Linked DNA regions of Gossypium hirsutum: regions 1, 2 and 4 are each linked to region 3. Evidence: chromatin contacts called from public Hi-C data. All regions are on one chromosome and are shown on one strand. The core of a region is the stretch at or near the end of the contact, and the rest is flanking DNA. Distances in the headings are between cores, read along the strand shown. Region 1 holds the start of LOC107914905 (transcription factor bHLH104). Region 2 overlaps LOC107893210 (a long non-coding RNA gene). Region 3 holds the start of LOC107914900. Region 4 has its middle 17 kb from the start of LOC107915190.

The links. Hi-C and Micro-C count contacts between places; a contact is called where the count stands out from the background.
Region 1: a Hi-C map of leaf shows a contact between it and region 3, with 2.6 times the contacts expected there. The contact joins the promoter of LOC107914905 here to the promoter of LOC107914900 in region 3. A contact is called at or near these places in 16 of 34 Hi-C or Micro-C datasets (anther, hypocotyl, leaf and 2 more).
Region 2: a contact with region 3 is called in a Hi-C map of leaf, with 1.7 times the contacts expected there. The contact joins the enhancer-like site here to the promoter of LOC107914900 in region 3. A contact is called at or near these places in 13 of 34 Hi-C or Micro-C datasets (callus, hypocotyl, leaf and 1 more).
Region 4: a contact with region 3 is called in a Hi-C map of leaf, with 2.4 times the contacts expected there. The contact joins the enhancer-like site here to the promoter of LOC107914900 in region 3. A contact is called at or near these places in 2 of 34 Hi-C or Micro-C datasets (leaf and seedling).

What each region holds. Positions count from the first base shown.
Region 1 is chrD10:42,242,040-42,247,178 of Gossypium_hirsutum_v2.1, forward strand. LOC107914905 (transcription factor bHLH104) reads right to left here and starts at 1,940. Exons shown (of 5, transcript XM_016843953.2): 1 at 1,665-1,940; 2 at 1,483-1,548; 3 at 1,105-1,182; 4 at 372-534. The coding sequence starts at 1,750.
Region 2 is chrD10:41,862,499-41,867,450 of Gossypium_hirsutum_v2.1, forward strand. It overlaps LOC107893210 (a long non-coding RNA gene), which reads left to right. Exons shown (of 6, transcript XR_005919349.1): 6 at 1-689. Among protein-coding and RNA genes, the nearest start is that of LOC107893210, 5.1 kb to the left of the region's middle. Within about 2 kb of position 3,228, at least 6 of the 9 cell types and tissues checked have an H3K27ac peak or open chromatin away from gene starts, as enhancers often do. A contact at or near this core is called in leaf, where this site is marked.
Region 3 is chrD10:42,064,907-42,070,076 of Gossypium_hirsutum_v2.1, forward strand. LOC107914900 reads right to left here and starts at 2,941. Exons shown (of 5, transcript XM_016843951.2): 1 at 2,548-2,941; 2 at 1,530-1,644; 3 at 1,344-1,433; 4 at 1,152-1,250; 5 at 758-1,063. The coding sequence starts at 2,615. The coding sequence ends at 962.
Region 4 is chrD10:42,262,813-42,267,746 of Gossypium_hirsutum_v2.1, forward strand. No RefSeq gene overlaps it. Among protein-coding and RNA genes, the nearest start is that of LOC107915190, 17 kb to the right of the region's middle. Within about 2 kb of position 1,754, at least 3 of the 9 cell types and tissues checked have an H3K27ac peak or open chromatin away from gene starts, as enhancers often do. A contact at or near this core is called in leaf, where this site is marked.

The DNA of each region.
Region 1 (5,139 bases), core at 690-3,189, 180 kb after region 3:
TTGTTTTAAGCTAGACAAGTCTACGATATTTCCATTTATTAGTTGCATACAAATGCAAATGATTAAAATTTGCATTGATCAAGACATGGCACTGAACAGGATGTCAGCTACACCAAATTGTATCACAAATGAGCACAACAATTAACTTATCAATTTTCGTCTATGCATCTCAACACGGTAAACTGATTCAAACGATACTGATAAACCAAAATTAAAGTCAGCAACATACACCTTACATGGTTCAGAGGCCAAAGAATGCTGCTTAACAAATCAAAGAGTTAAAAGACTAGCAGTTTACTGAAGATTTGAGCAAATTATAGAACAAAGATGATGTGAATATCTAGTTTTACCTAAAGAGAAGGAAAACTAACCTTTAAACTTTTTATTTCCTCCAATAGCTTTTCATTTGTTTCTTTGAGCTCCTGAGCGTCAGTTCTTAGTTGGGTCAGAACTCTGATTGCATCATCCAGTATTGCGGATTTGTCAGTCCTGGCAGGTCTCCCAGGTTCCAAAGTAGAGCTTAGATCCAGAAACCTACAAGAGAATAACAAAATCTGATTCTTTGACATTCACAGCCTGATTAATGTGCTGTAAAAAGTGTACCTTTGATAAAATGTTAACCAATATGAATACCAGAAAAGAACAGAAAAAAAATGCAATATTAACCAAAAACAATATCTTTGCTTCAAAAATTAGAAAGAAAGTATAAAAGGTTGGAACAATTTCATGAAGAAACTAATGGAAGAAGATGGTGAAAGTACCATAAAAGCCCCTGTAGTAGGAATCAGATTGCATTTTGCCCCCTCTACTCAAAAAATAAGCAAACTAGTCATTATACGTTAGATTAGAGAGCAAACCCGTCCTATTAAAAATTTCATCCATTTCTATAGTTAAAAATTGATCTCTTTATGTTAGCATGACGTAAACATGGCATGTCACTGTCTGGTTATTCCATTAAGGAAAAATAGTTTTTACAATACAAATAAATAGATTTTTTAATATTAAGGACTAATTTACTATTTGATCTAATGTACAGAGACTAATTTGCTCATTTTTTTAGTATAGGGGCCTTTATGGTACTTTTACCCAAAAAAAAATACATACCTTTCATTCAATTTCTCCCGTCTTAATTTCTCACGGCAAGCTTTAGTCCCTGGCCTGCTGCATGATCCACTGCGTCCCCTATAAATGCCATCAATTTCTAATATCAGTCTTTCAAATTAAGATTTTAAGAATAAATCATACAAAACTAATATGAAAACTTCAAAAAAAAACAACACGAATTTTTTATTGCAATTGATGTCAAATTCAATAACAAGTAAACATGAAGCAAAAAAAAAAAGTTTGTTTTTTGTTTTTTGTTCTAAGAACTAAGCGTCATGGGTCCGAACAAAAAACCTACTTTATATTATATTCGACAATTAAATACCCATAAACCGCTAAGAAATTAGAGAAACATTGAAATATGGATTGAGACAATACCTCTTGCGCGAGCAATCTCTATCGACGAATTCCTTTTCTTCATGAACAACAATTTCCCTACCGCTACTGGAACAATAATTGTAATCCAAATTCAAATCTCAAGGGGAAAAAATACTGAATTATAACAAGTTACTGAGAAAAACAAAACCTAGATTAAATCGAAATTCTTTAGGGAAAAAAACCTGTAATTGGGCAAAAGTATATCTGGAGATGTATTTTCATCGATGAAACTATAATCCAGAAAATCCCAAACTTCTATTAAATCCATTTTGCACCACTACGACTCTTAAATCTTTAAATTCTTTTTTTTTCTGGGAAATTCGTCGTGATATAATAAGGTAAAAATATATTTGTAGGAAATTTTGGGAATTGAAAATCTTCTTTTTGTTTTTTTGGTTGAATATGGAAACATATATCCAATGACATAAAAACACGTGGAGAAGGGTGAGTTAGTGAAATGACCGGGCTGCGCGCCGCCGCTTCGTTATTGATATTCTAAAGTGGCTATCACTTATTCCCTCCACTTCAATTTCGGCGGTTCATATAGTTTTGGGATTTCATAGTTTGTTTTTTTATACATTATATTATAACTTTTCAATCTAAGTTTATTTATATTATATACTAACTTAATTATGAAATAAATAAAAATGAAGTTGTTTAAGCATTTGGTACCATTTTTTATATAAAGTGGAAAATAATGGGTAATTTTGATAAAAATATCGTCTTTAAAAAATAATTAGAGTTTTAGGTCGATTTTTTTAATATTTAAAGGAATAAGTCAATTTTAGAGAGAGAAACTAAAAAACACGTCCGGTAGGAATTAGGGTGCGCTTTCAGCCCCCTAGCTAACACCTTAGTAGAAAACATTTCCTAAAAGTTGTGTTTTCTATTTTTTTTTGTATTGGGTGTCTGTGTTTGTAGAGAATGATTTTAGGAGAAAGATTTATTTTTGTTTGTGTTTAAGGTAGACATTTTGATAATTTTAAAGTATCTTTGAGTTCTCGGTAATGCGATGTGCTCGGAGACCCATATATTTGATCTATCATGTGGGGATGGAACCATTACCTTAGAATCTCATCGCATTGCAACTCAAACTCCCAGTTCACGGTGGTTATATACTCACATGTTGAAATATAATTAGGGCTCCTAGTTGATGGTGGTTATACGATCACAGGTTGAAGTATAACTCCGCCCCCAGTTGACAGTGATTATGTGGTTCTGGGTTCAAGTTTCATGATACTGGAAGAGGATGCTTTATAAACCCCATACATAAGTTTGAGATCATAATCATAGGAAAAAACAAAAGGGCTTTCCAGTATAATGAACTTATTCTTTTTCTCCACCTCCACCAAAGTAGTATCCTTAATGTAATAGACCGTTTTTCAGTAGTGTCGAAAATAATGATTTTGGGACCACAATTACGACGAGTGAGTCTATAGATATATTTAATTAATATTTATGATTTAAATATATTATAATAGTGAATTGTGATTTAATAGATTTTATTAATTGTTCAGTTAGTTAAAGTATAAGTGGTATGTACCGAAAGTTAGTGATTTTGAAAAATGAGGTATTAGGACCTCGTTTTCACAAGCTAAGGTCGTAAATATTTTTATTAAATATGTTACGGAGTTATTGTATTAGTGGATTGAAGCTTGGTTTGGTAATTTTAATGATTTGATAGTTAATTAAAGAAAAATGACTAAATCATAAAAACTATAAAAATTAATCATTATTAATTTTTATTATTTAAGTGACTTAAATAGTAAATGTTAATTTTTTTAAATAAATATATCGTAGTGCTAAGGTTTATACTGTTAGTGCTTAATTCCTAAACAAATAAATGTTAATTTTTTAAGTTAAAAACTAGGTAAATAATATTAAAATAAAAGGTCATCTTCAACCCCATTTCTTTATTTTCACCGTTTGAGCTTTGTAAAAGGGGGGAAAACAACCATGCTTTCCGTTGAAGCTTGTGTTTCTTGCATTTAAGCCATTTCTAACCCATTTTTTTTTATGATTTTTATATTTTTGATATCGTTGCAATTGGTTCAGCTAACCTGTATTTTTATTTTTAAAACTGTTAGGGTACATTTGGTTCACTGTAATAGGATAAAGCTATAATTAAATAGAACTGTAATGGAATAAAGCTGTAATCAGTAATTCAATTGTTTGGTTGAATGTAATGGAATAGAACTGTAATAGTATTCTTGTGTTTGGTTGAATGGAATGATGTTGTAATAGCATAAGGAAAAAAACTAAAATGATTAGAATACCCTTAGCAGAATTTTTTTAGGTAGATGATTATGGTTATTGTTATTAAATTTTAATAAGATTATTATTAAAAATAATTTAATAAAAATAATAAATAATGTAACCATATTTTAACATAATTATTATTAAATATAATTTAATAAAATAATATATAATTTAATAAAATTCTTAAAAAATTATTATATGAATTAAAAAATCATAATATATAATACTATAAAAATAATATATAATCTACTTTATTATTTTTAAATTGCAATACATATTTAATATGCTAAAATATCATTAGTGAAACAAATAATTTAATTATTCTACAATAAAAAACAAAAATATTAGAAGTAATAAATAACTTGAGAATTATATTTCACATCCAAACATAATATTCATATATTAACAAAAAGTTACATGATTTCATTAGTTTATATGTCATAATCCATATGTTATAAAATTTTACAACATCAAAAAGTTATAACATTGTAATGACATTCTATCATATCATTATACCATCCAAATATTACAAACATAAAAAGTTAACAAAATATCATCAACACAACGATGATTATCATACACAGAGGGAATACTATGTCTCACAACCCCATCAGTTGCCAAATCGGCCTCCCTCTTCTCCATGGCATTCTTTGTCTACTGCTGCCGTTACATTGTGCAGACCATTCATTTGCTCTTTTTTCATATTGGCAAACAACGAATCCAGTGTATGAGGCCTTCGCTTTGTAACTAGATTCCCTTATTGTTGCTGTTGCGACTGGTGCTGCCATATTTTCATGCTTTGCAACGAATCCAGTGTATGGGTTTCATTTTGTTTTTCTAGTTTGCCAACTCTTAGCTACTTTTTCCTATTTCGATCCTATCAGATTTGAAGCACTATGCGACAACTAGCAGATAACCAAACGATTAAATATAAAGCCACATTCACAAAAAAAAAAGAAAAACTAGCTCACTGAAAAATTAAGCACTTTCAGTTAATCAAATTCCAGCTGATGTGGGATCCTATAATGTAATAATCTTCAACCATCTGCTTTGAGGCCAAGGGAGTATACAACAGTAAGATTTTGCAATTTTCTCTCATGGTCTGCACATATGTTCTATGCTTTTAATCAGATTTCCTTCTAAAAGTGACACACAATCCAAACCAGGAACATAGTCTAATTTGAAGTAGACGTCTATTAGATTGTTGTACCAACGGCGATTTAGCACCAAAACTTAATATCATAGTCAAATATGGTTTAATGACAAATATATAATTGTAAAATCATCACATCAATGTCTCCTCTCACATCCTCTTCAACTGTCATTACAATTTCTTCAAACAAGATGTTCCAGAACCAAACATCCATTACTCATCATCATTGGTTTTTCAACAACAAA
Region 2 (4,952 bases), core at 1,978-4,477, 200 kb before region 3:
CTTCATGTATGATTTACCTTTTAATTAGTGAGCCTCATGATTATTCGTTGAGTTGTTTTAGTTCAGAATTTGGATTAGGACCACATAATTCATATCGTAACTTTGAGATTGTTTGCACAGAAGACATCAGAAATCAGATTTGAACACTAAATATGTTGTAGTCAATTTGATATGGTTTAAGTTCGATCAGCAGTTTTTTGGATGCGGATAGCCTAATCAGGAGTATAGAAGAAGCATAGCAGGAATTTCGAGATCCATTACTTATTATCATTTAAGAGTCATAACAGAAATTACGAGATGCATTGTCAAGTTTGTGGTTTGGTTTTGTGCGTACTTGATCCCAACCCACCGCATGAAAAAGTTCCAGATTTGAAGCTTAGAGATTTCTATTTTGTACTTTATATAATTGCTTTTTGATTTGTTGTCTTGCATGAAGTGATCTACTACACCTACACCTTCAATGGAGAGAATATTTGCTTAAAGTATAGGACACAAATAATTAAATTGTATTGTTTAAGATTCGAGAATCAAGAGGTCTTAGTTTCCGAATTGACTTCCTTGAGCTAGTTTGATAAGCATGGAAGTCGTATTGTTTCTTGATGATTAATGTGTTGTTTTTTAAGGATAATTGAATTTCTCAAACACTAGTAAACTGTTTTAATCGAGAATTATTGTTTTTTTTGTTTTAATTATTATTTTTCATTTATTATTCAAGTTTTAATTTAATTGTTATGGATTGATGTAATAGATTTGTTTTTCAATTTATTAAATAATGCATGTTTTAAATGCTTTAATTCATGTAAAGTTTGGATATTGACTAATTTTAATTTACTAAATTATATCATAACCTGCTTTCCTTTTTCGTTTTAAAAGAAGCACAATTTATTAAGTTGAACTTATGGAATTTAATAAAATAAGTTTGTTTTATTTTATTATTAAAACATGTTATTTTTATAAGATTTAAGCTTAAATTTAATCAAAATGATATAGAAGGATGGTATAAGATTGGTATAAAATTAATATTCCAAAAGGAATATAGGAGATAAAATGTCAAGTTAGTTGAAATATAAAATTAAAATAATTTTACTCGGATGTAAATGAAAAACTCTCATTACATAAATATATATATTGATGTATTTTATGGTTAAACAAAAACAGTCCCTTGAATAGTCAAATAATTAATTCGTTTTGTATCATGTATTTTCAAATAATGTGGGAGGAATTTGTATATATGCTTGAGATAGCTAATACCATATCTTAAGCTTATAATTAGTCTTCTAGAAATGGAAGTTGAAGTCGCGAAATAACATTTAGCTTCAAATCCTTTTTTCTTTTTTCGCTTTTGAAAGTTCTACCATTATAAATAGAGTAGATTTTATAAGTATAATATAAAAGTTCTATCAAATATTAAGAATTTTATTAAATTATATATTTTTATTAAATTATATTTAATAATAATTATTTTAAATTATATTTTATAGTATTATATATTATGATTTTAGTAAATTCATATAAGAATAATTATATTAAGAATTTTATTAAATTATATATTTTTATTAAATTATATTTAATAATAATTATTTTTAAATTATATTTTATAGTATTATATATATTATGATTTTAGTAAATTCATATAAGAATATTTAATATTAAGAATTTTATTAAATTATATATTTTTATTAAATTATATTTAATAATAATTATTTTAAATTATATTTTATAGTATTATATATTATGATTTTAGTAAATTCATGTAAGAATATTTAATATTAAGAATTTTATTAAATTATATATTTTTATTAAATTATATTTAATAATAATTATGTTAAAATATGAATAAATTATTTATTATTTATATTAATAATCTTATTAAAATTTAATAATAATAATAATAATCTACCTAAAAAAAATTCTGCTAAGGGTATTCCAGTCATTTTAGTTTTTTTTTCCCTTATGCTATTACAACATCATTCTATTCAACCAAATACAGGAATACTATTACAGTTTTATTCTATTCCATTCAACTAAACAATTGAATTACTATTACGCCTCTATTCTATTACAGCTCTATTCCATTACAGCGAACCAAACGTGCCCTTAGATTGTTTTGTAAATTATTAACAGTAGGACCTCCCTGTAATAGTTTATAGGCACTTCGAACAGTGAACTCTCCCGAAGATTCACCACTCCAAACCTGAACATCCTCATGAGCTTCTCTTGCCAAAGGAATTTGTAAAATTTTATTCGCAAGGTCCACCGGTAAGATAGTAAGAATGAGGTCAGTTTTCCATTCTCTAGTATTCGCATAAATCAAATTTGAAACAAGCTGTACCTCATCATTATTAAAACTAACATTTAATCGGCCCCCAATAGATCTTGGTAACCATATGTCTTCCCTGATGGATACTTTTTGGTCTGACCCAATCTTCCAGCTCAATCCCTTTTGAAGAAGATCCCTCGCAGCCTATATGCTTTTTTAGGTATAAGAAGGTAGACTCCCTAACCTTGTGTTTAAAAAGTCTGTGGATGAATAATACTTACCTTTCAAAATACGCGTTAATAGAGAATTTGAGTAATTAATTAAACGCCATCCCTGTTTCGCTAAAGGGCAACATTAAATTTTGCAAAACTATGAAAACCCATTCCACAGTTTTCTTTGAGCTCGCATAACTACTCCCACCCGCACCAATGAATACCTCTTTTACCATATCCCTTTTGCCACCAAAATCTAGCCACAATGTTCTCCAATTCATAACACAACATTTTTGGGAGCAGAAAACAAGTAATTGCATAAGTGGGAATAACTTGTAAAACAACATTAATAAAAACCTCCTTTCCACCTTGAGATAAGTAACGCACACTCCAGCCTTCAATTCTTTTTTTGAAATTATCCTTAATATTCTAGAAGGAAATCTTTTTGCTTTTGCGCACCATATTAGGTAATCTAAGATATCTTTTAGGATTATTTGAACATCTTACCCTTAGAATATTAGAAACAATAAGTCTATTATCCTCAGAGGTGTTTGTGCTATAAAAGATTGTTGATTCCTCATAATTGACGTATTGGCCAGAGCACCTCTCATATTCCCTTAATACTGACTTTAACGTATGAGCCTCTTGAGCATTTGAAAAAAAACTGGGAAATTTGTGGTCCACTTCTGCTTGCCTTATCTCCTTTTATCAATCCATCTCTCACAACCAACCTCATAAGGGCAGATAGCCCCTCACTACAAATAAAGAAAAGTAACGGACTTAAGGGGTCCTCTTGTCTGATACCCTTAGTGGGCATAAAAAGCCTCCCACTTTTCCCATTAATGACAGCAGAATACAAAACAGAAGAGACACACTTGATAATAGTTGTTATCCATGCCATATTAAAACCCATACAGATTATTATCTCTCGGAGAAATTGCCATTCAACTCTATCGTACGCCTTACTCATATCAAGTTTAACTGCCATAAAACCTTTCTTCCTTATTCGTTTTTGTTGGTAAGTATGCAAAATTTCTTATGTTAACAGCACATTATCGAAATCAACCTACCTGAAACAAAGGCACTCTATGCGCTATCATTACACCCATGAAGAACTATTTTAAATTGATTAACAATCATCTTGGTAATCACTTTATATAGAACATTGCATAAACTAATAGGTCTAAAATTCCTTAAATTTGTGGGATGGGAGATTTTTGGAATTAGTACTATATTAGTCACGTTTAGGGAATCAAAATCCATACCTTTGTTGAGAATATTCAGACAGAAAGTCATGACGTCTTTACCAATTACTGACCAGTACTTTTTGAAAGAACAAAGCTGGAAAACCATCTTCCCCTGATGCTTACCGGGCCCCATGTCTTTTAAAGTCGACCATACCTCCTCCTCTGAATAAGTCGACGTTAACATCAAATTGTCTTAATTAGAAATACATCTTTCAATGCTAGATAGTATATGAGCTGAATCTTCTACGCCAAGAAAAGAGCTTTTGAAAATAGTTTTGAGCAAGGTCCTTCATATCACTCTCACTATTCATAACCCTTCCATCCTCATTTTGCAATCGTTGAATGGAATTTCCACTTTTACGTTGAGATGCATGCTTATGGAAAAACTAGTGTTTCTATCACCCAATTTTAACCAATTTACACGTGCTCTTTGTTCCTAATACATCTCATTTTTCTCCATATCAAAATTCAACAATATTTTAGCATCAATGAGCTCCGCCAAATTTTAAGTCTTTTAATTTATTTGTCAAAAATTTTCTTAATGCCTTCCTTATGATGTCTGACCTGTATAGCTCATTCTATCAAACCTTTCTTTAGAGTTTCCAATTTGTTCAACAAATCACCCGACATTGATCTCCAAATATTCTCCACTTCAGACATAAAAGATTCCTCTAACAACCACCATGCCTCAAATCAAAATATACACCTTTTACTCCTATAAATAGGCTCAACTGTATGAATAAGAAGTGGAAAATGATCAGAAAATGAATGAGGGAGATGTTGTACTAGCGCATAGGGAAACATAGAAAACCATTTATCATTTGCTACTCCTCTATCAAGCCTTTCTCTAATATTTGTTTCTGGTAAATTCCCTCTCTCCCATGTAAACCATGTTCTAGAAAACCTACATCCATCAATTGAAAATCCTTCAAGACCCCTCTAAAAGCTTCCATCTTCTCTTATCTCTAGGCAACCCCTCATTTTTTCGGTAGCATACATAATCTCATTGAAATCGCCACATACTAACCATAGAGATTCTTGACGCCCTAAATTTCTCAGCATCCTCCATGAATCCTCTCTGTTGTGTGCATATACCGAACCATAGAAACCAGTTAACCTCCACTAACCCCCTATCTTATCTTCAATAACGTCAACGTCAATATGACTATTAGAAAAAATTCTATGGTTGATTTTGACATCATTCTTCCAAGCAAAATAAAGGTCGCTGCTTGA
Region 3 (5,170 bases), core at 1,691-4,190:
TTGGTTCACCAAGTTGTACACCTGACTTACCTTTACCTCCTGTGTCCTGAAAGAACCAGTCAAAATCATTGACAGAAGAATGACTAAAAAAGGTAACCAAGCTGTCATTGAGATACTTGTTGAATGGGCTAATACATTTCCAGAAGATACTACTTGGGAAATTTGGAGCACTCTTCAACAACAATATCCAACCTTTGATCCTTGAGGACAAGGACCAGTTTTACGAGGGGAGTACTTGTTATGGAAGAGATCAAGAGACTAGCAAGCTGTTGCAAATGTTTTCCTTTTTCTGTTATTTTGTTAGTTTAAAGGTCTTGTAAAAAGCTGCATTTCCTTAATTGTTTTAATTGTAATCACACGAGGTCGTTTAGGGAGGAGGGTAAAAACTTTATAAAACGCCGTGTTTAGGTGTTTGTCTTTTAATTGAAACGAGTCATTTTGGGAACACCTGGGGTTGTTGCCAAGTTGTTTCTGAAACAATTACACACACTAAAAGAAGAGTTTATGAAATCAAAAATCCATTTTTCTCTTACCTCTTTTTCTTTGAATTCTTTCAACCTATCTTCCGTTTCTCTCGGATTCTCTTCTTCGGTTGTATCGCTAGCACCCAAACTCTGGTCTGGTTGATGGGTTAGTAATGGCCAAAGCACAAAAAAAGCCCCCATGTGGCACCTATTATCTAACAAAATGTCCATTCTCATAACACCACCAAGCACCATGATTTCATAACTAAACATTCCATGAAAACGGTCAAAACTAAATTAAAATAAAACATTAAAATTAAAATCAAAATGATAAAATTCTCTCAAACTCAATTAAATCAACATCTACTTAGTAGTTAACAGTATCAAAATGAAAGTAGTATGCCCTTTTTCCCCCCTAACATTGAAGAACAAAGCCTTGATACAAGGAAAACGTAGAGATTGAACAATAGACCCTTGGTTTACCAGATGTTCCTCCTTCAAACTGTTTTGGTTTTAGGAGCCTTTTTCTTGAGTTGTCTCCTGGGGATTGAGTTCTTCATGCCGATGAAGAAGAGTAATGCTCCCAGCAATGCCAAGTTCTAACAAGTACAGGAAATTTAGTTAAGAAACAGAAACACCAATCAACACTTATTCCTTAATGAAAAATGAATACTATCAACAACTAACCTGTGAGAACTTTGAAAAAAGTAGGCCAAATTCTTTCTTTTCCGTGTCATAGTTGTAGAAGTCGTACAATATAGGAGTAATAATGACCTGTTGCAGAGCCTACAAGAAAGGAATATTGCAACATTTATAAGTTGACTTAGTTCATAATCAAAACTACTAATGCACAACAACACATAAGAACATAAAACGAACCAGAAGATAAGCACCGATAGTGCTTCCAAAGATAAAAAGGATACCCCCAACACCCTTGAAGGCTACAGCAGCAGCAACTAGAACCTTAATCTGTAAATAACAACTCGAAGAGTTGAGACATTAGAAAAACCTGATATATTAACAGAGAAAAATAGGCTTTATCTCAGTGGCAACATATATTCTTACATTAAATTCTGGCACTTCCACCCCTGTATGAGCTGTCACAGTCTTTGAGAAGACATTGAATTTTGGTTTGAGTGCCTTAGCTGCAGGCCCTCCATCAACACCAAATTCATTGAACCTATACACATGAGCACATAACATAGGATTAGAGACAAGCATGACAAAACCTATGGTAGTCCTGATTTACAAAATACAATAAATATAAGCTCAATGTAGTAAACAGCTCACTTGTGATTAAAAAGAAAAAAAAGAAAAACCTAGTTCTACAGCTCTTTAATACGTATGTTTTAGCTAATGTAAAATATATATATATATATATATACATATAGATAGATAGATAAATATTTCCTTCAGCACAATGACAATGCTAAAAATTTACACCATAGCCTCCGCAAGCCCCTACGCAAATGAGTAGAACTAAGGATTTTCATTCTATAAAAGATTGGCAATTCCACTTCAAAACCCCACATGCGACTGTGAATAATTTTCATGCATAATTAGTTAAACAGATACCATTTATACAACATACTAACTGCCAACCAACAACAACCATTACAAAATTTATGATATTCATGAGATCTAGAACTTAAATAAAAGGTTTATTATATCATAAACACTTAAATCATATATATATAGCAGCTCCAAGAATTAAACATCTAAGCAATTCTAGCAAGCCAGATTAGCAATACATATTTAAAATTTTACTCTTAACACCACCTTAATTTGCACTGGATCTTCAAATAAAGCTAGCAACATTATTAAAAACAAGATCTGTTTAAATAAAACGCCACAGTTAATCATCCTTTTATTTAATGAGAGAGAACGAGCGATAAATCATCATTAATAAAGTTCAAATAAACTTTTAGACATTCATAAGAGCTCTCGAGTTCCAAAATCCGCGTTCAGATCCAGGCTATGCCTAATATTGTTACTTCTTTTTTCAACAGAACAAAACAGGTTCTATTATTTTAAAAAATAACAAAAAAGAAAGGATAAAGTGCAGATCTGAAGAAAGGCTTACTCTTGCCAAGCAGAGAGGATGAACATTGAAGCGAAAAGAACCCTCCCGACGAATGAAACTAACGCCATTTTTTTGGATTAAACACTTCAAAAAATTCCAAGAAAAATAACAATGAAAAAAAAAAGGAAATTACTGTTTGAAAACGAGACAAAAATGAAGCGAAACGAATCTACGAAACCAAAAACCCCAATAGCCGGAGGTTTTTTTATAAAGAGAGAGAGAGAGAGAGAGAGAGAGAGAGAGAGAGAGAGAGAGAGAGATCAGTGTAAAAACGATGTTGGAGCGCAAGTAGGAGACTGTCTTTATACTCGCGGAATTAGGAATGGAACACGTCCGTTTGACCAATCAAATTCGTTGGTTTTAGTCTCCGAAGGCGCGTGACGTGACGTGGACGAGAGTAGGAAGCGAGTTGAATCTTATTTTTTAGTTTATGTACGGAAATATCCCTGTGGTTTGGTGTAATTTACGATCGTTGCCATCCTGAGACGTGTTTTTAAGTTTTAAAATCCTTCAATTTTGCCGCCGGTCCTGTTTTGGGGTCCATTTTGTGAAATTTGAATGTGAATTGAGTGAATGTGGTTTTGGGAAAAGCTGAAAGGAAATTCTCGGTGTTAAAAAAAGGTCTAATTAGGTGAGATTTATCTATAATTAATGTTTTAATCTTAGATTTGAAGTTGTCATTTGGAGGAATATGTGTTAAAGAAAGAAAAGGTTTCCTTTTTCTAAGACCTCGGCTTTCTAATCAATATTTGCATTCTATTAAATTTATATTCAAATTAAGCTCAACTTTTAAATGAGGCCAAAACTGTTTAATGAAGAGTAAATTTCATACCATTTAATTTAACAAGTTTGATAAAAGTTAATCAATCATAAAATTATATATGAATATGTGAGTGTCTTGTATTAATGTTTTTGAAGAAAAATGTGTATAAATAATATAATATTCTATGTAAATATATGTATAGTATGCTTCAATACCTTTTCTTATAAGAGTTATATTTAATTATTCGTATTTAAATATTATTTATTTGAAATTTTGTTGAATATTAATACAATTGAAACTAATATTATTGTAAATTTATTAAGGTTGCACATAATATCTTTCTCAAATAAATTTAATTAAATAAGAACATGGCTTATTTAAAAAAAAAAAAGAAGAAGTTAGGAATATTCATTAGAAAACTGTTGAGGATAGGATTCAACAAGGGAGGGTTAAGACGGTTTTCGACAATTCACCTAGTTTAGGGCAAGGCAGAGAGTCGTTGTGGATGTTAGAGAAGGATGTAAGGTTGGAAGGAGAGAGAGTGAGAGAGAGAAATTCGGTCCCTAGATTTGGGAGTCGTTGTTGGCTTATATAACAGGTTGTGATCCTGAGGTGCCACATGTCCCGATGTTATTGGTGATTGGGGAGATAATGTCAACTAGTCTGCCATGGTAGGCCTGGGCCTATGGCTGCTAGAGTTGCGATGAGACAAGCTCTCAATCATGTAAGGCGGAATTAGTGTTTGGCGACTAGTGTCATAAATGGAAGTTCAGTGAGGCCTTCACCTGATTTATGTACAGGTGTGCCTAGATCGAGGAGTTCTTAAAAAGCTCTTATATCATTTCCAAGCGAGGTGTTGGGAAAGGAGTTCGCACATTTGATGCTCTAAGAGGTGGTATGTCAGGGATTTTCCCAAGGTATGGTACTTACTCTAATGAGTGGGCCTAGTTTCTGAAGAGTGGCGCTTTAGGGTATTCTACGGGGTGTTTGCATTGATCCTCAATGGGTTATGCTCGAGAGGTTGGGGGTATAAAAATTTTTATCTAGTCCAGAGAGAGGTTATAAAGTAACTTGCCTCTAAACGTTGCCATGTGTTGACTAAGTTCAAAATGTTCGCTAGGATTTTTTTTAATTTGAATCGTTTTGGCTTTGGTGCGTGTAACATAGATGTGGTCTGCATTGTCTCTCATTTATACACATGAATGGACTTTCATTAATTACCATGTGGTACAACCCATTCTCAAGAAACCATGGGGTTTGTTTCCATTGTAATGTGTCATTTTCGCTAGACATGTTGGGAAATGTGTCCATATTGTAGTAAACATGTAACTGTTTTTTATTTATTTGAACGATGAATAAATAAAGTTAATTTCACATTTCACTATTATGTCTTTTGTATTTATTTGTTTTATATTTTGCATGCATAGCGAAATTGTGACAAACAAATATTAACTCATTGATTGTCTAAGTTCAAACAGAAGATAAGTGGCATTGTAAGAACGTTTACATTGCGAGAAAGACAACTTACTTCAGTAGATAATCTAAATGAGTGCATAATCCTTAAAAGAATCAAAGTGAAGATTCAAATACCGAGAAGGATTATTATGTCGTCTACAACTCCAATTAGGGAGATGACTAGTCTTAGCTATCGGAGCAGTTGACTCCACGAGTAGAGACATAGATGTATTCATTGGTAGAATAATAAACTGGACTGGCCCCAAGATGTATTAATTCTGAATTCGTTTGTGAATTAATTCACTTGTGAGTTAGTCAATAATCATGCATATGCAACTCATGTGCTTTGATATAAGTAAAGGCTTATGCTCTAAAGATGATCGAGCCCATAGCCAGTATGTTGGG
Region 4 (4,934 bases), core at 504-3,003, 200 kb after region 3:
GAACCTTCTTCCCAACAACAAAAGTTACTGAACTTGGATTTGAACAAAGAAAGTTGACTTGCTCTCCAACACCATTAAAGGAATTATGGTGACTGTTTGCAATCACTTATGGTGCCATAACACTCGAATACAATGCAGGAATAAAGGAAAAAAAAAAACCTTAGCTCGAAACCATGTAGAGAAACGCAACAAAAAGATAAACTAAAAAGATGAATTTCATTCTTAAAGAAAGATTACAATACATCCTAGAGATTGAATGCACTGTATTTATACAATACTTCTTGCTGAACTGCTTCAAACAACCTGTTAACAGAAATAACTACTTTAACTACTAACAGCTTAACAACCTATCAGTTAACTGTTGACTTATTCTTTAACAACACATAACCCTCTTTTTATTTTATTTTATAATATTGGCTCATCATTCTTGCTTTATTAATAATGGCACTACTCATTCAAATATCTTTCTATACTTTATGAATTAACTATTTTCCAAAATACATTGTATTCACCATCATCGTTTTCTATTATCTAAGGGTCAGTTCTTTATTGCTTAAAAAAAGAACTTCTGACTCCAAAAGCACTTTTGGAAGAAAAGCTGTGCAGAACAAGCTGCTTTTGGCTGAAATTTTTAACTTTTCAAAAGTGCTTTTCAAAAGCACTTCTGAAAAGGAGAAGCTAAAAATTTTAGCTTTTCCTCTCCCAAAAGCACTTTTGGTGCTTAATTATTTTTTCATCCCTCCAATAACATAGTACTTTCCTGTTTTTTTCTTGGTGCTTAATTACAAATGTATTAAAATCATTAATTAAAAATAAAAAAAATATTTTTTAAAATACTAATTACAAATATTTAATGGTTATATTTAAATATGTAAAATATAGTTTATATATTCTAATTAAATTTTATAAATAATTAATATTTATTGCTTAAAAATATTTAAAATTTATATTTCATATATTAAAATATTAACAACAAGTTATAATAAATTTTTTATATTCTTACTAAAATATAATAATATTAACTAATTTAAATATGATTTAAATGCATATTTATTATTTGATAATAACATATCTAAAATGGACATTTTCTTTCCCAAAAGTACTTTTTGACAGCAATGCTAAACACTTAAATTTTAAACCAAACTTTTTAAAAGCACTTATCAAAAATACTTATCAAAAATACTTTTTCACAACACTTTTCTACAGTACTTTTCAAAAGTATTGCTAAACTAGCACTAAATAACTGCAGGGTTCAATTATGACTAAAACTCTTCTTTTCTTCTTGCCAAATAAAATTATCGTTCCTTCTTCTTTTAACAATTAAATCGTGAATTATTATTTATTAAAAAATTAAATTGTGATTTATTTTTTATTAACTAGCATTTGCTTTTGTCGACTCGACCAATAACTTTTTGGTCTTAAGCTTTCAACCACCAAGATTTAATCATAAAATCCAGATGAGAAATATTGTGGATAAACAACCAAAATTAGTAACAAATTCTCTCTTTTAAACATTTTTATTTTATTTTCCCGAAACATAAAACCTATGATCATAAAAAAAATGTAGCTTTCATAATTTCTAAGATTCCGTCATTACGTCGATTTGCTCCCTTGTCAGCCATCGGGATTGGTTTTGGGCATCGGTCTTGACATGGTCTCTTCGGAGACGTTCATGCTGACATGAAGTGATGGGTACATGCACCTCGCCTCCAACTTGTGGCCTCCATGATCTCTCGTCAGTCGACGCTTGTCCCTCCGGCCACGTTGGCTTCTAGCTTGTAGTTAGGGTTTTCCTTTTGTAGTTTTGTTAGGGTTTGGGCTCTAGGCCCTTATTTTTATCTTTTTCAGGTTTTTATGGGCTTTTTATGTTGGCATAAGGGTAAAAAAAATTCTAATTAAAATTTAAAAAAATCAATTTAACCTTTTAAAAAATGCGACTTTAATAATAATAATAATAATAATAATAATAAATTGGACATGATTGAGAATAGTTACCAAGAAATAACACGTGGAAGAATGCTGATTTCGTGAAAAAAAAAATTAAAGTCTTGGTATTGTTGCATAGAAACTAGCAGTTTCTGATTATCTTGCTTGACCTTTATTATTTTGGGAGCAGCCAGTATATTATTTTTCCTCAAATATACTTGGTTAGAGCATTAATTTAATTAAAGCCACTAAACCTGTTTAAATTGTCAAATAATAATTCCACCCTGGACTGCTATAATAGCTTTAGTCTTATTCCCAAAAAGAAAAACAAAGAACTTTAGTCTTTAAATATAAAGCTATTGTTGAAAAAGTAAATCAATAAATTTAGTCTCTCAACAGTTGAAAATCGCGTTTTTGGTAACATCATGTCTTCAGTCTCGTTCACATTCACCAAATATATTATAAAATATATATTTAGTATCTGTAATTTGTTGAAATTTGATATTTAGGATTGAAAATAACTTTTTGCAAATGGATTCTAGAAAACTAATTAATTTTCTAAGAATGTTGACTTTTTATGTGGGGATGATTTTTCATAAAATATTTTTTTTATAATCTTTTTAAAATTATTTTTAAAATTTGTTTTCAGTAAAACAAACACAATATAAATTATATTTGTTACAAAATATTTTAAAAATATTTTATTTTTACAGTTAAAATTATTTTATAATAAGATAATATTTTTACAATAAATAATATTTTATATAGACTTATTAATAGATAATATTTAATTAAAATTTAATTTAAAGTTATATATTATATATGGGCCCCGTGGTATATTATAGCTAGTAGAGATAAATGAAAATAATCAGTATTTAAGTAAATATTGATATTTATATTATTAAAATATGAATGTAAATTTATTCAATAAAATAATATTAAGATTATTACTTCAATTTTTAATTTATTACTAATTTTAAAATTTATTATTAAAATGAAATTGTAATGTTAAATTATTTTATTAAAATAATAAATTATATTAATAGTTTGTTATATAGTTAATATAAATATGCATGTTTAATAATATTGAAAATTATAACATTTGAGATTAAAATTTAAATATTTTAAAAATTAAAAGTAGAATCTATTATTAATATAATAATATTTTAACTTTATTTAAATTATTATTATTATTATATAAAAACAAGTTACAAATAAAATAATATTTTCCAAAAAGTGACAGACTTTAGAAAATGTCATTTAAAAAGAATTATTTCCCCTTAATTAAAACAGGAATATATATATATATATATAAAAACAATTTCTACAAAACAAACCCAACATGCCATTTTTTTAAAAATATATATAACCCAAGTCAATGTTTACCTGGATCCCTTCATGATTACATAGATTTAAATAAACTATTTTTTAAAAGAAAATATTTCGAAACCCTTAATTTTAAAGGGAATTCCATTTTAAAGTCTTCTCATTGAAAACCTTTTCTATCATGAAAGCTCGAAAAACCCATTTCAAGAAAAACCAAATAAATTAGGGACTCCGAAACCCTTTACACGTTGAGCCCTAAAGGAAAAAATGGTCCAAAGCATATTATATTTGTCGAGATGATTAAATTATTAATAAATTTAAATTTTAGTAATTTAATTCAAATAATTATAAAATAATCATTAATTGAAAACTTTTATATAAAACATTGAACTATTTAAATAGATTAATAATTATTTTAAAAATAAGTAACCAAAATATAAACTTTTTAATAGTTTAGTAACACATTAGATGTAATTTACCAAAACATAAACTTTCAGTATTATATATATATATATATATTGGATGGGCTTTTTTTAAAGGTTAATATATATAGTGACCATTAAATTTGGCTACTCTTACTCTTTATCTAAACTTTTTTTAAACTTAATTGGTATCTAAATTTAAAAATCACTAATTAATTTGGTACTTTTTATTAATACCTGACTAACATCATTAGATTTTAGATAAATAATTATTAGAATTTTGACATGTGTTCTAAAAATAATAAAAATATTTTTTTTGACAATTAAAAAAAATAAAAATTAGGATTTTTAGTATTTTTTTAATTTTTCATCATAATAAACTTTGACAACTAGTTGTTTAAATTTGTCTGAAAAAACAAAAATTAAGAATTTTATTAATTTTATATTTTTTATAATTTCAAAAAGTAATGATATAAAATTATTTTGGAAAATAACTTCGAGGTAATTTAAATTTTTTTTAAGATTTTTAGATTTTTTTTTGAATTTTAAGATATATTTTTTAATTGGGACAATCAAAGATTCATTATCAACTTCTATTTCTAATAAATTTATATATTTTTTATATTTTAAAAAATAATAATACAAAATAATAATTTAAAATAAATTCTATTTTAAAAATGTCTTAATTTTCATTAAATTATTTATAATCATTTTAAATTTTCAAATATTTAACAATATAAAAGTTTAAAAAATAATTTTATATATTTTTATACTCATTTTTTTTTAATTACAATTGTGATAACATCTTAAATTTGCATGATTTTTGTGTTTAAATCAGTTAATTCTTGAATTGATCCCTGCTAAATTAGTGATTTTATGTTTTAATTCTGTCAGGAATGCAATTGGGATGCTATGAGTTAAAAACGAGCAGAAAATGACCTATTTGCAGCATAGTCAATAAAGTGTGGCTGAATAAAAAATATGAAAATAGTTAATGACTCATCAGATTTCTTTTGACTTTTTAAAAGCCAAAATTAAAAAAAAATCTAATTTTATTTTTTATTTAATTTTAATTATGTAGTGGATAATTAGACTAAATTTAGTAATCCTATGTATATTAATAAGTCCTTTATGGAAGCTTGAAAGGACATTTGAATTTGCCTAACATTTGATTAGAAAATCAATTTATTCTTCTTTCTTATTTTGTGTGAAAGTGTGCATTATGCTAATTTTTGTTTCCAATTCAATTTTTGGCATAAT